Regions from separate parts of the Columba livia genome. Here region 1 is linked to region 2. The links are chromatin contacts, called in public Hi-C maps. All regions are on one chromosome and are shown on one strand. Each heading gives the region's core, a stretch centred on a gene start, on an enhancer-like site or on the middle of the called end of the contact. The rest is flanking DNA. Distances are from core to core; before and after follow the strand shown.

What was found. A called contact is a pair of places that touch in the nucleus more often than the background predicts.
Region 1: a Hi-C map of crop shows a contact between it and region 2, with 5 times the contacts expected there. The contact joins two enhancer-like sites. A contact is called at or near these places in 2 of 2 Hi-C or Micro-C datasets (crop and liver).

Annotation. Positions count from the first base shown.
Region 1 is chr28:2,448,820-2,453,819 of bColLiv1.pat.W.v2, forward strand. MEF2D (myocyte enhancer factor 2D) reads left to right here. Exons shown (of 11, transcript XM_065043296.1): 8 at 2,063-2,253. Among named protein-coding and RNA genes, the nearest start is that of MEF2D, 73 kb to the left of the region's middle. Within about 2 kb of position 2,527, at least 1 of the 3 cell types and tissues checked has an H3K27ac peak away from gene starts, as active enhancers do.
Region 2 is chr28:2,353,103-2,358,087 of bColLiv1.pat.W.v2, forward strand. It overlaps IQGAP3 (IQ motif containing GTPase activating protein 3), which reads left to right. Exons shown (of 38, transcript XM_065042942.1): 36 at 1-94; 37 at 298-406; 38 at 576-1,532. The coding sequence ends at 689. Among named protein-coding and RNA genes, the nearest start is that of IQGAP3, 22 kb to the left of the region's middle. Within about 2 kb of position 1,334, at least 1 of the 3 cell types and tissues checked has an H3K27ac peak away from gene starts, as active enhancers do.

The sequences.
Region 1 (5,000 bases), core at 1,277-3,776, 97 kb after region 2:
CGCAATGGTAGATGTGATTAATAATGCAATCAGCGACCTATTTTTCCCGGTCTAACGTGCAATGAATATGAGGGCTGAAGCCTGGTGATTGCTAAACGCCTTTCTATCTTTGGGGCCTATTCATAAAAAAAAAAAAACCCTCATCAGAACGGTAATCTGATCCAATTTATTCCTTTCCTGATGTTCATCAAATCTTTTCCTTTTAAAATCTTTTTCTTCCTTTCCTTTCTTCTTTTTTCCCCCCCTCTTTGCACATAAAATCCTTAAGTGGGGCAGCAGGAGGAGGAGGGAACCTCAGATCTTCAAAGGGGCGGTGGGATCGGTGAACCGAGTCCTTGCTCTGCCACAGCCCCTTTTTTGCTGCTCTGGTACCATAAAGACACCTTCAAACTGAACCTAACAATGACTACCCCGCCTTGCCAGGGCCCCAGTGCCCTGCTAGAGCAGCGTATTTGCCTTGCTGCAAATCAGGCTTGTCGAATTGATTGGTTGTTATTGCAGTGACAATCAGGGGTTCCTGCAGGTTGAGGAGCTGCCGTGGGCACCGGGAGCTGCCTGTGCTGCCTGCACCCCTGCCTGTGCTGCCTGCACCCCTGCCTGTGCTGCCTGCACCCGTCTGTGCTGCCTGCACCCCCGTCTGTGCTGCCTGCACCCGTCTGTGCTGCCTGCACCCCTGCCTGTGCTGCCTGCACCCCTGCCTGTGCTGCCTGCACCCGTCTGTGCTGCCTGCACCCCTGTCTGTGCTGCCTGCACCCCTGCCTGTGCTGCCTGCACCCGTCTGTGCTGCCTGCATCCCTGCCTGTGCTGCCTGCACCCCTGTCTGTGCTGCCTGCACCCCTGTCTGTGCTGCCTGCACCCGTCTGTGCTGCCTGCATCCCTGCCTGTGCTGCCTGCACCCGTCTGTGCTGCCTGCATCCCTGTCTGTGCTGCCTGCACCCCCGTCTGTGCTGCCTGCATCCCTGCCTGTGCTGCCTGCATCCCTGCCTGTGCTGCCTGCACCCGTCTGTGCTGCCTGCACCCCTGCCTGTGCTGCCTGCATCCCTGCCTGTGCTGCCTGCACCCCTGTCTGTACTGCCTGCATCCCTGCCTGTGCTGCCTGCATCCCTGCCTGTGCTGCCTGCATCCCTGCCTGTGCTGCCTGCACCCCTGTCTGTGCTGCCTGCACCCCTGCCTGTGCTGCCTGCATCCCTGTCTGTGCTGCCTGCATCCCTGCCTGTGCTGCCTGCACCCCTGTCTGTGCTGCCTGCACCCCTGCCTGTGCTGCCTGCATCCCTGTCTGTGCTGCCTGCATCCCTGCCTGTGCTGCCCGCACCTGTCTGTGCTGCCTGCATCCCTGCCTGTGCTGCCTGCACCCGTCTGTGCTGCCTGCATCCCTGCCTGTGCTGCCTGCACCCCCGTCTGTGCTGCCTGCACCCCCGTCTGTGCTGCCTGCACCCCTGTCTGTGCTGCCTGCACCCCTGTCTGTGCTGCCTGCACCCCTGCCTGCACTGCCTGCACCCGTCTGTGCTGCCTGCACCCCTGTCTGTGCTGCCTGCACCCCCGTCTGTGCTGCCTGCACCCGTCTGTGCTGCCTGCACCCCTGTCTGTGCTGCCTGCACCCGTATGTGCTGCCTGCACCCCCGTCTGTGCTGCCTGCATCCCTGCCTGTGCTGCCTGCACCCCTGCATGTGCTGCCTGCACCCCTGTCTGTGCTGCCTGCATCCCTGCCTGTGCTGCCTGCATCCCTGCCTGTGCTGCCTGCACCCCTACCTGCGCTGCCTGCACCCCTGCCTGTGCTGCCTGCATCCCTGCCTGTGCTGCCTGCACCCCTGCCTGCGCTGCCTGCACCTGTCTGTGCTGCGTGCACCCCTGCCTGTGCTGCCTGCACCCCTGCCTGGCTTGTGGCAGGTTCACCCAGTGCTGCAGTGAACCTGCCAGAGTGCAGGAGGGTTTTGGGGACCCGGGGGGTGCGGTGATGCTCTCCCAGGACAAAGCACTGGTGGAACACGGCTGCGGCACCGCTCGCCGTGCCTTCACCACCGCCGTGCATTCACCTTCCTCTCTGTCACCTGTTTTCCTGCAGGTAACGGCTACGTGAGCGCCAGAGCCTCCCCGGGGCTCCTTCCCGTGTCCAACGGCAGCAGCTTGGGCAAGATCATCCCGGCCAAGTCGCCGCCGCCGCCCTCGCACAGCACGCAGCTCGCCACCAACAGCCGCAAGCCCGATTTACGTGTGATCACCTCGCAGAGCGGGAAGGGGTTAATGCACCATTTGGTGAGTGCCCAGCAGAGGCGAGCGCGCTGGGAGCGTGTCCCCAAGCCCCTAGACGTGTCCCCAGCCTGCAGACGGGTCGCGGGGGGAACTTTGCGCTGGAGCAGATGGCCGCGCGGGCTCCGTTCCGTGCTGTGGCGGTGGGAGCTGGCCGGGTGTTTTGGATTCCCGTTTGCACCGTGCTGGTGCAAAGCCCTGTGCACACCGTCGGTGGGCGAGCGTGCGGCGCGGCGAGCGCGGGGGCAGCGAGCGGGGCCGCTGGGTTAACGGTGCCTCTCGGTTTTCTCTCTGTTCTCCCGCGGGCAGACGGAGGATCACCTGGCTCTGGTGAGTTCCCGGCTGAGTGCGCTTCGTGGCGGGGTGACGCGTGGGCTGCTTGTCCCCTTGGTCCCCACACCCTGCCCGGTGGACACCCTTTGCCCTCCGCTGGGAGCACAGTGGGACGCGGGTGCCAGCACAAATGTCACATCCAACCCTGCCGTGCCACAGAAAATCAATCCCTATTAAAACACACTTTTAGGAAAACCAAGTAGAAAAGGAGGAGCCCGTGGCCGCGCTGGGGGCTGACACGAGCTGTGAAGTGCGTGGTTCTCCACCAAGGCCGGCAAAGCTGTGTTGTTTTCCCCGGGAGCTCAGCCGGGTCCCCTTTGGAGCCGGCGCTGCGTGGAGCCAACCTGGACCAGGACCTGTCTCGTGGGCTTTGCCGGAGCCACCACAGGTCACAGCACGGGGAGCCCTGGCCCGCTGCCACCACATGAGAGATAGGGAGTAAATCAGGCTCTTCCCATATTAAGGATATTATTTAAAGCCTGTGTAAATCCACTGGCTGGCTGGTACGCTCCCTAAACCTCCTTTGTGCACGGGGGCAGTTTTCCATGTTATTTTTGTGGCTTTTCTTTTTTTCCCGCCCCTGCCAGCAAAGTGAACACCACCTTGTTTGTGGCAATGATTCACCCTGTTCTGTTGCTATTCTGGTGCAAGGCAGATGGGCGACAGGTCAGCGCAGCGAGGAAAGGGCGAGAGGATGCAGCTAACGCAGCCAGGGCGAAGCTCTCCAAAAACCCAGGAGTAAGCCAATACCTCTCGCAGCCTGCAAGGAGACACTCTTAGCCAGGGGAAGGGTTGGCCAAGGCTTTGGCAGACGCAAATTCTGCCGCTTTCCATGCCCCAAACCTCTTCTTGCTCAACACCCCGCTCCCAGCAGCTCCGTGCCTCAGTTTCTCCATCTGCGGAGCGAACGCAGCCAGCACCCGCCTCCCCATCTGCTCGTCAGCGTTCTGCTGCCAGAGGGCATTGCCTGTCTCTGAGCTGGAGGAGCAGTTTGCTTTAGGCAAAAATCAGCCAGGTTGGCATGAAGAGTTTTAATTGTTAGTCTGAGATAACCCGGTTGATTTTTGCCTGAAGTGAAGTACGGTCCTCGCCCAAGCTGAGCTGGCAGCGGGGAGGTGGAGGGTGATGAAATCCTTGAGGGGGTGGACAGGGACCTCAGCGCAGCTGGATGGGGAAGGGGACATCAAGAGGGGGACACAGAGCCCCGTCTCGGCTGCTCTGCGGATTTGCCTCCTGCCTGGCGCAGATGCCCCCCCTTGCTCTGCTAACCTTCCCCCCACATCTGCTCCCTCCGTGTTGCTCAACCTACACACCAGAGCTGCTCTCCAAATGGCAACTCCCACCTCCTTACACTCAGGATGAGTCAGCGGCCCCCCCGCCAGACCTGCCCGCTCCCCCCCGCAGCCCCTGCCACCCCCGGGGCTCTGAGCACCTTCTGCTCCTTTAGTGGGTTCAGAGACCCCCCGTTTCTCCCAATGGAAAGGGTAGACAGGACCCGTTTCCCACGCCCACGGCGAGCGCGGTCTCACCCCAGAGCATGCCTGCATGGGTTTGCCGTGAGCCTGATCGGTTTGCAACTGGGAGCGTTTTGCAAGGTGCACGGGGGTGTGAATGCACGGGGGTGTGAGTGCACAGGGCGGGGGGGGCAGCTTGCACACCTCTGCATGAATCGGGATGAAAATGTGGGTGCTCCCTACAGCGCAGCTGTGTCTGATACCACCGCGCTCGCCTCGGGGTGTAAGGAGGGCGGCTGCTGCCCGTTCCCGGGGCCGATCCACTGCTGCTCAGCCGCATCCCGCCGCCCCAGCCCTGCGTCGCGGGCAGGGATGTCCCCATGCTGTCACCCCCCTAGGAAAACCACAGAGCAAGTCGCTGCAGGTCGCATCCTGGTGCGGTGCCCGCAGGAGGGGCACGGCGTGAATCCTGCCCACCGTGGTGTTCACCGCAGTGTCCTTACCCCAGGGCCAGTGGGCTCTGCGAGAAAGCAGCGTTGCCAGCAGGATGAACGCCAGGAAAACCTGCTCCTCCAGCCCCAGGGCTTTAGCAATTAGAGCCCTGCTAATCGCCTTCCCTGGCTGGCAGAGAGGGACCTGCAGCGTGTGGGCACAGGGCGCTGCAAATCCCACACGCCAGGGTGCTGTCACCCTCCAGAGGTGGCCAGGGCAGGGGTTTTAACCTGCTGTCCTATCCCAGGAGGGTCCTGCGTGGCCGTGAACCATTGCATAGTTCCATCCATGGCCCTAAAAGGCTCTGGGAGCCCTCGGTGCCGCGCAGGCTCCCACCGCGTCGCCGGGGACGCCGCAGCCTCGTGCCAGGCGTGATTGAAGCTGGGCACTGCCCCAGTCTTCACGGGGTGACGTGTGCCGGGGTGCTGCAGATTAGAGTCAAGCCTCTTGAGCCTGATTTAAATCAGATCAGCA
Region 2 (4,985 bases), core at 84-2,583:
GGAAGAACAAGAAGCTGCAGCCGCTGCGCTACACAGCGGCCCGATTGTTTGACAAGGGGGTGCTGCTGGAGATCGAGGAGCTGCCGCTCAGCCAGTATGTAACTCCTGCTCTGCGCTGAGCTTGGGCAGGAGCAGCAAAACAGCCCGGGAGGAGGGCGCACAAGGGCCTGGCGTTGTCCCTCCCCAGGCTGGGGCTGTTTGGTCCGGGTACAACTGGAACATGGGATGGTTGGGATGTGGAGGGGTTTTTGGGCTCCTTGAAGGCGCTTTTGGTAGCGAGCACCTCTGTCCCTTCAGGTTCAGGAATGTGATCTTTGACATCATCCCCTGCGAGGAATCGGGCAGGTTCCAGGTGAAAGCCAAGTTCATGGGGATCGACATGGAGCGGTTCCAGCTGCACTACCAGGTGGGGAAGCTGCTCTAGGGGTGGGTGGTGCCCCCACACCTGGTTTTGGGGGCACCGGGAGCCCTGAGCTGCGGACACCTCGCTGTGCGCCTTGCTGCTGCAGCCCCAGCTCTGTGCTGAGGGTGGGACAGACCCCCCGGTGCAGCGGTGACCGTCACCTCTCCTGCAGGACCTGCTGCAGCTGCAATACGAGGGTGTAGCCGTCATGAAGATGTTCGATAAGGCCAAAGTCAACGTCAACCTGCTCATTTTCCTCCTCAACAAGAAGTTCTTCAAGAAGTAACAGGGGGCGGGTGGGGGATACGGGCATGCTTGGGGGGCCGGTGCTCCTGGGCCACCGTGTCTCTGCGCAGGGAAAGCTGCTGCTTGCAATGGAGTTTTCCTGCCCGCTTACAGCGTTTGAGCATCCGCAGCCACCGGCACCCAGTGCGGAGCCCTTGGAGCTCAGCCCCGGGCCCCCCCGAATCCCTTGAGCCCCCCCGGTCCTGTTTGCGCAGGCGTGAGCTGGACCTGACCCCCCCCACGGACCATTAGCTGCCCCAGCTTTTGTGGCCTGCAGCACTTTTAAGTATCTTTTTCCATGGGTATTTTGGCTGTTTCGTTGCTGTTTAGCGAACAGCTGGCTGCTCGAGGACACTATGGATTTCTGGACACTATACATGCTTTTAGTGATTAAATAAAGGTATTTTAATATATTTTTCTTCCCGCTAAAGGTGTGGAAATGGCAGAATTAGACTTCTAGGAGGCTCAGAAAAGGAGAATATAGAGGCAATAACTGCTTCCGAAGACACTCATGGGCTGTTCCCTAGTAAGTCAAAGTGCAATGGGAGATGTTTATGGTTTGAATTCATTTCATTGTGTGTTCCCCAGCCAGGCTGGGGGCAGAAATAAAGGAGGGAGCTGCTGTCCTGTTCTACAAAGAAGGTTTTTTGGGACACCTCTATTGCTGCTTCAGTAACTGCCCCAGCTCAACGCTCCCCTCCTGCTTTGTGACATTGGTGACAATTCCTGCAGCCCCATCCCTCGGCGTCTGACTCAGCGCTGCTTCCACTCGGCTCTTGCACGGGGAGTTTAGGCCGCTTTCAAACACACTTAATTCCTGAATAAATACTATGATTACGTCTCATGAAGACTATGATTACATCTCTGGAGGAATGAATGGGGATCAAGCTGCAGCACTCCTGCAGTTCTCAAGCAGGATGTGGTTAAGCTGTTGGGCGCTGTGCTGCCAGCAGGGATGAGGGCTCTGGGGGTTGCTGGTGTATATTACCTATCGTCATGTTTTATATTGCTTTTCTTTTCTTGCTTTCAGTGGAAAAAAAGCTGCCATTTCCCTGCAGGTTTGCCACCATCTCCTCCAGCAGCTGTTGGCTTTGCAGGAACAGCATTTGACACTGAAACTATTTATTTGTGATGTTCAGGGGCTGGAGGGGGAGCCTGATGTAAAAAGCTCTGTATAATGACAATAATCCCCAGCTACTTCTTTACAGTGTAGGGGAAAGGGACCTGGGGGTCCTGGGGACAGCAGGGTGACCATGAGCCAGCACTGGGCCCTTGTGGCCAGGAAGCCAATGGGACCTGGGGTGGGTTAGAAGGGGGTGGTCAGTAGGTCAGAGAGGTTCTCCTGCCCCTCTGCTCTGCCCTGGGGAGACCACACCTGGAATCTTGTGTCCAGCTGTGGCCCCTCAGCTCCAGCAGGACAGGGAACTGCTGGAGAGAGTCCAGCGCAGCCACCAAGATGCTGGAGGGAGTGGAGCATCTCCCGTGTGAGGAAAGGCTGAGGGAGCTGGGGCTCTGGAGCTGGACAAGAGGAGCCTGAGGGGGGACTCATTGCTGGGGATCAAGATGGAAAGGGCCAGTGTCAGGAGGATGGAGCCAGGCTCTTCTGGTGACAACCAGGGACAGGACAAGGGGCAATGGGTGCAAAGTGCAACACAGGAGGTTCCGCTGGAAGATGAGAAGCAACTTGTTGGGGTGAGGGTGGCAGAGCCTGGCCCAGGCTGCCCAGGGGGTTGTGGAGTCTCCTTCTGTGCAGACATTCCAACCCGCCTGGACACCTTCCTGTGTAACCTCATCTGGGTGTTCCTGCTCCGGGGGGATTGCACTGCATGAGCTTTCCAGGGCCCTTCAACCCCTGACATTCTGGGGTTCTGTGGTTTCAAAAAGGAGTTTGTAGGGTGAAATCCAGGCCTGGTGCTGCCAGGGAGGCCGAGCAATGCTGAGCAGGCCCGGTGATGCCGAACAGGCCTGTCAGGAGCTGAGCGATCCCCGAGGCAGCTCCACTAGATGTCATTGCAAGCTGGGGAAAGCGCCGTGGCCATTGGCGCCCAGACACCGGCTGTGGGTGCTGTGCCATGCAGGGCCATGCACTGTGGGTGCTCCAAGCGCTCTGTGGCGCTGTGGGGTGCCAGATGCCACTGTTTTGTGCCTGTGCTGTGGTCCTGGCTGGGGGGATGGAGCGGTGGCACTGATCCCTGGGCACACAGGCTGAATGTGGGACTGGGACACATGGGTGCGGGGGATTTGTCCTCGTATGCGTGGCCCTTGGGCTCTTCCCTGCCCTGGGGGCTTTGCCCAGGACACAGGGCTTGCTGGGGGCTGTGTGGTGCTGGTCAAGGCTGGGACAGCCAGCTGAAAGGGGACAGGGAGGAAAGGCCATTCCCACCTTGACCTGCTGCTAAAAACATCCTGAAAGGTGGCATTTGAGGATGGGGAGAAAGGGGAGGTTTGGGCTCCCTCTGAGGCTTGTATTTCACCCGGTCACAGCATCACACAGGATGTGAGGGGTTGGAGGGCCCTGGAAAGCTCATCCAGTGCAATCCCCCCGGAGCAGGAACACCCAGATGAGGTTACACAGGAAGGTGTCCAGGGGGTTGGAATGTCTGCACAGAAGGAGACTCCACAACCCCCTGGGCAGCCTGGGCCAGGCTCTGCCACCCTCACCCCAACAAGTTGCTTCTCATCTTCCAGCGGAACCTCCTGTGTTGCAGTTTGCACCCATTGCCCCTTGTCCTGTCCCTGGTTGTCACCAGAAGAGCCTGGCTCCATCCTCCTGACACTCCCCCTTTCCATCTTGATCCCAGCAATGAGTCCCCCCTCAGGCTCCTCTTGTCCAGCTCCAGAGCCCCAGCTCCCTCAGCCTTTCCTCACACGGGAGATGCTCCACTCCCTCCAGCATCTTGGTGGCTGCGCTGGACTCTCTCCAGCCGGTCACCGGCCAGCACCCTGCGCTCCCTGCACAGCCACATGTGTTGTCCTTGCAGTGAGACCCCCCCACGTCTGCCCCGGCACACCCGGCTGCCATGCAGTGTCCTCTGCGGAGGAGCTGGTGGTTGTGCCACGCTGCGCTGGAAGCTGCCAGCTCCACAGACCTAAAAAGGATTAGAAGTTTTTAAATTTGGCTCAGAAATCTGCAGCCGAGGATGCCGATCCCACCAGCTCAGGGGCCGCCTGGCCCAGTGCGGCGGGTGCTCGGTGCTGGGCAGGCTGGCCCGGACACGGCGCTCCCGGGGAGCTGCTCTCCCTGGCGTCACGTGCCGCAGCGGTGCTGATCCCATTTGGAAAACCCTCGTCCCACGCTGCGTCCACTAATCCCATCGCCAAAGCGGCTGCGGAGCTCGGGCTGCAATGTCCCTGCACATGGGGTGTCCCTGCACATGGGGTGCCCCTGCACATGGGGTGTCCTTGCACATAGGGTGTCACTGTACTGTGGTGTCCCTACACTGGGATGTCCTTGCACATGGGATGTCCCTGCACTGTCGTGTCCCTGCACCAGGGTGTCCTTGTACATAGGGTGTCCCTGCACACGAGGTGTCCCTGCACTGTGGTGTCCTTGTACATAGGGTGTCTCTGCACACGGGGTGTCCCTGCACTGTGGTGTCCTTGTACATAGGGTGTCTCTGCACACGGGGTGTCCCTGCACTGTGGTGTCCCTGCACCAGGGTGTCCTTGCACATAGGGTGTCTCTGCACCACGGTGTCCCTGCACCAGGGTGTCCTTGCACATAGGGTGTCCCTGCACCGGGACGTCCCTGCACATGGGTTGTCCCTGCACACGGGGTGTCCCTGCACCCAGTGCCGCAGCCACATCCTCTGCCTGCTCCTGCTTCAGCCTCGAGGATGCTCATGTGCTCCCTGCTCTGTGCTATAGGGTGCTGAGCCCCAAACCCTCCCAAACACACCCTTGGACAGAAGCTGATGTAAAAATCCACAGGATTGGACTGTACCAGCTACACCCTGAGGCCAGGACACCCCAACAGCCCAGGGAAGCTCCGCACTGCCCAGGAGGAGGGATTCACCCCACTTGGCCAACATTGCATTGGCACAGCCCTGGTTACTCGGTTCCAAAGACCTTGCCTGCGGAGCCCAGGAGGTAGGTGAGCGGCTCGAGCCTGCGATTCAGGGTTCAGCGTGGATTTGCCGGGTTTCTCCCCAGAAGGAGCCGCGTTCCTGGCACCACGGGCTTTGCAATGCAGCTCCTGCTGGGATGGCTCGGGCTTGAAGAATAATATTGTTGTTCCCTTCCGATGGCAGCAGCTTCCTCGTGGGAGAGGGGGAAAAGCACAAACGGAGCGCAAATA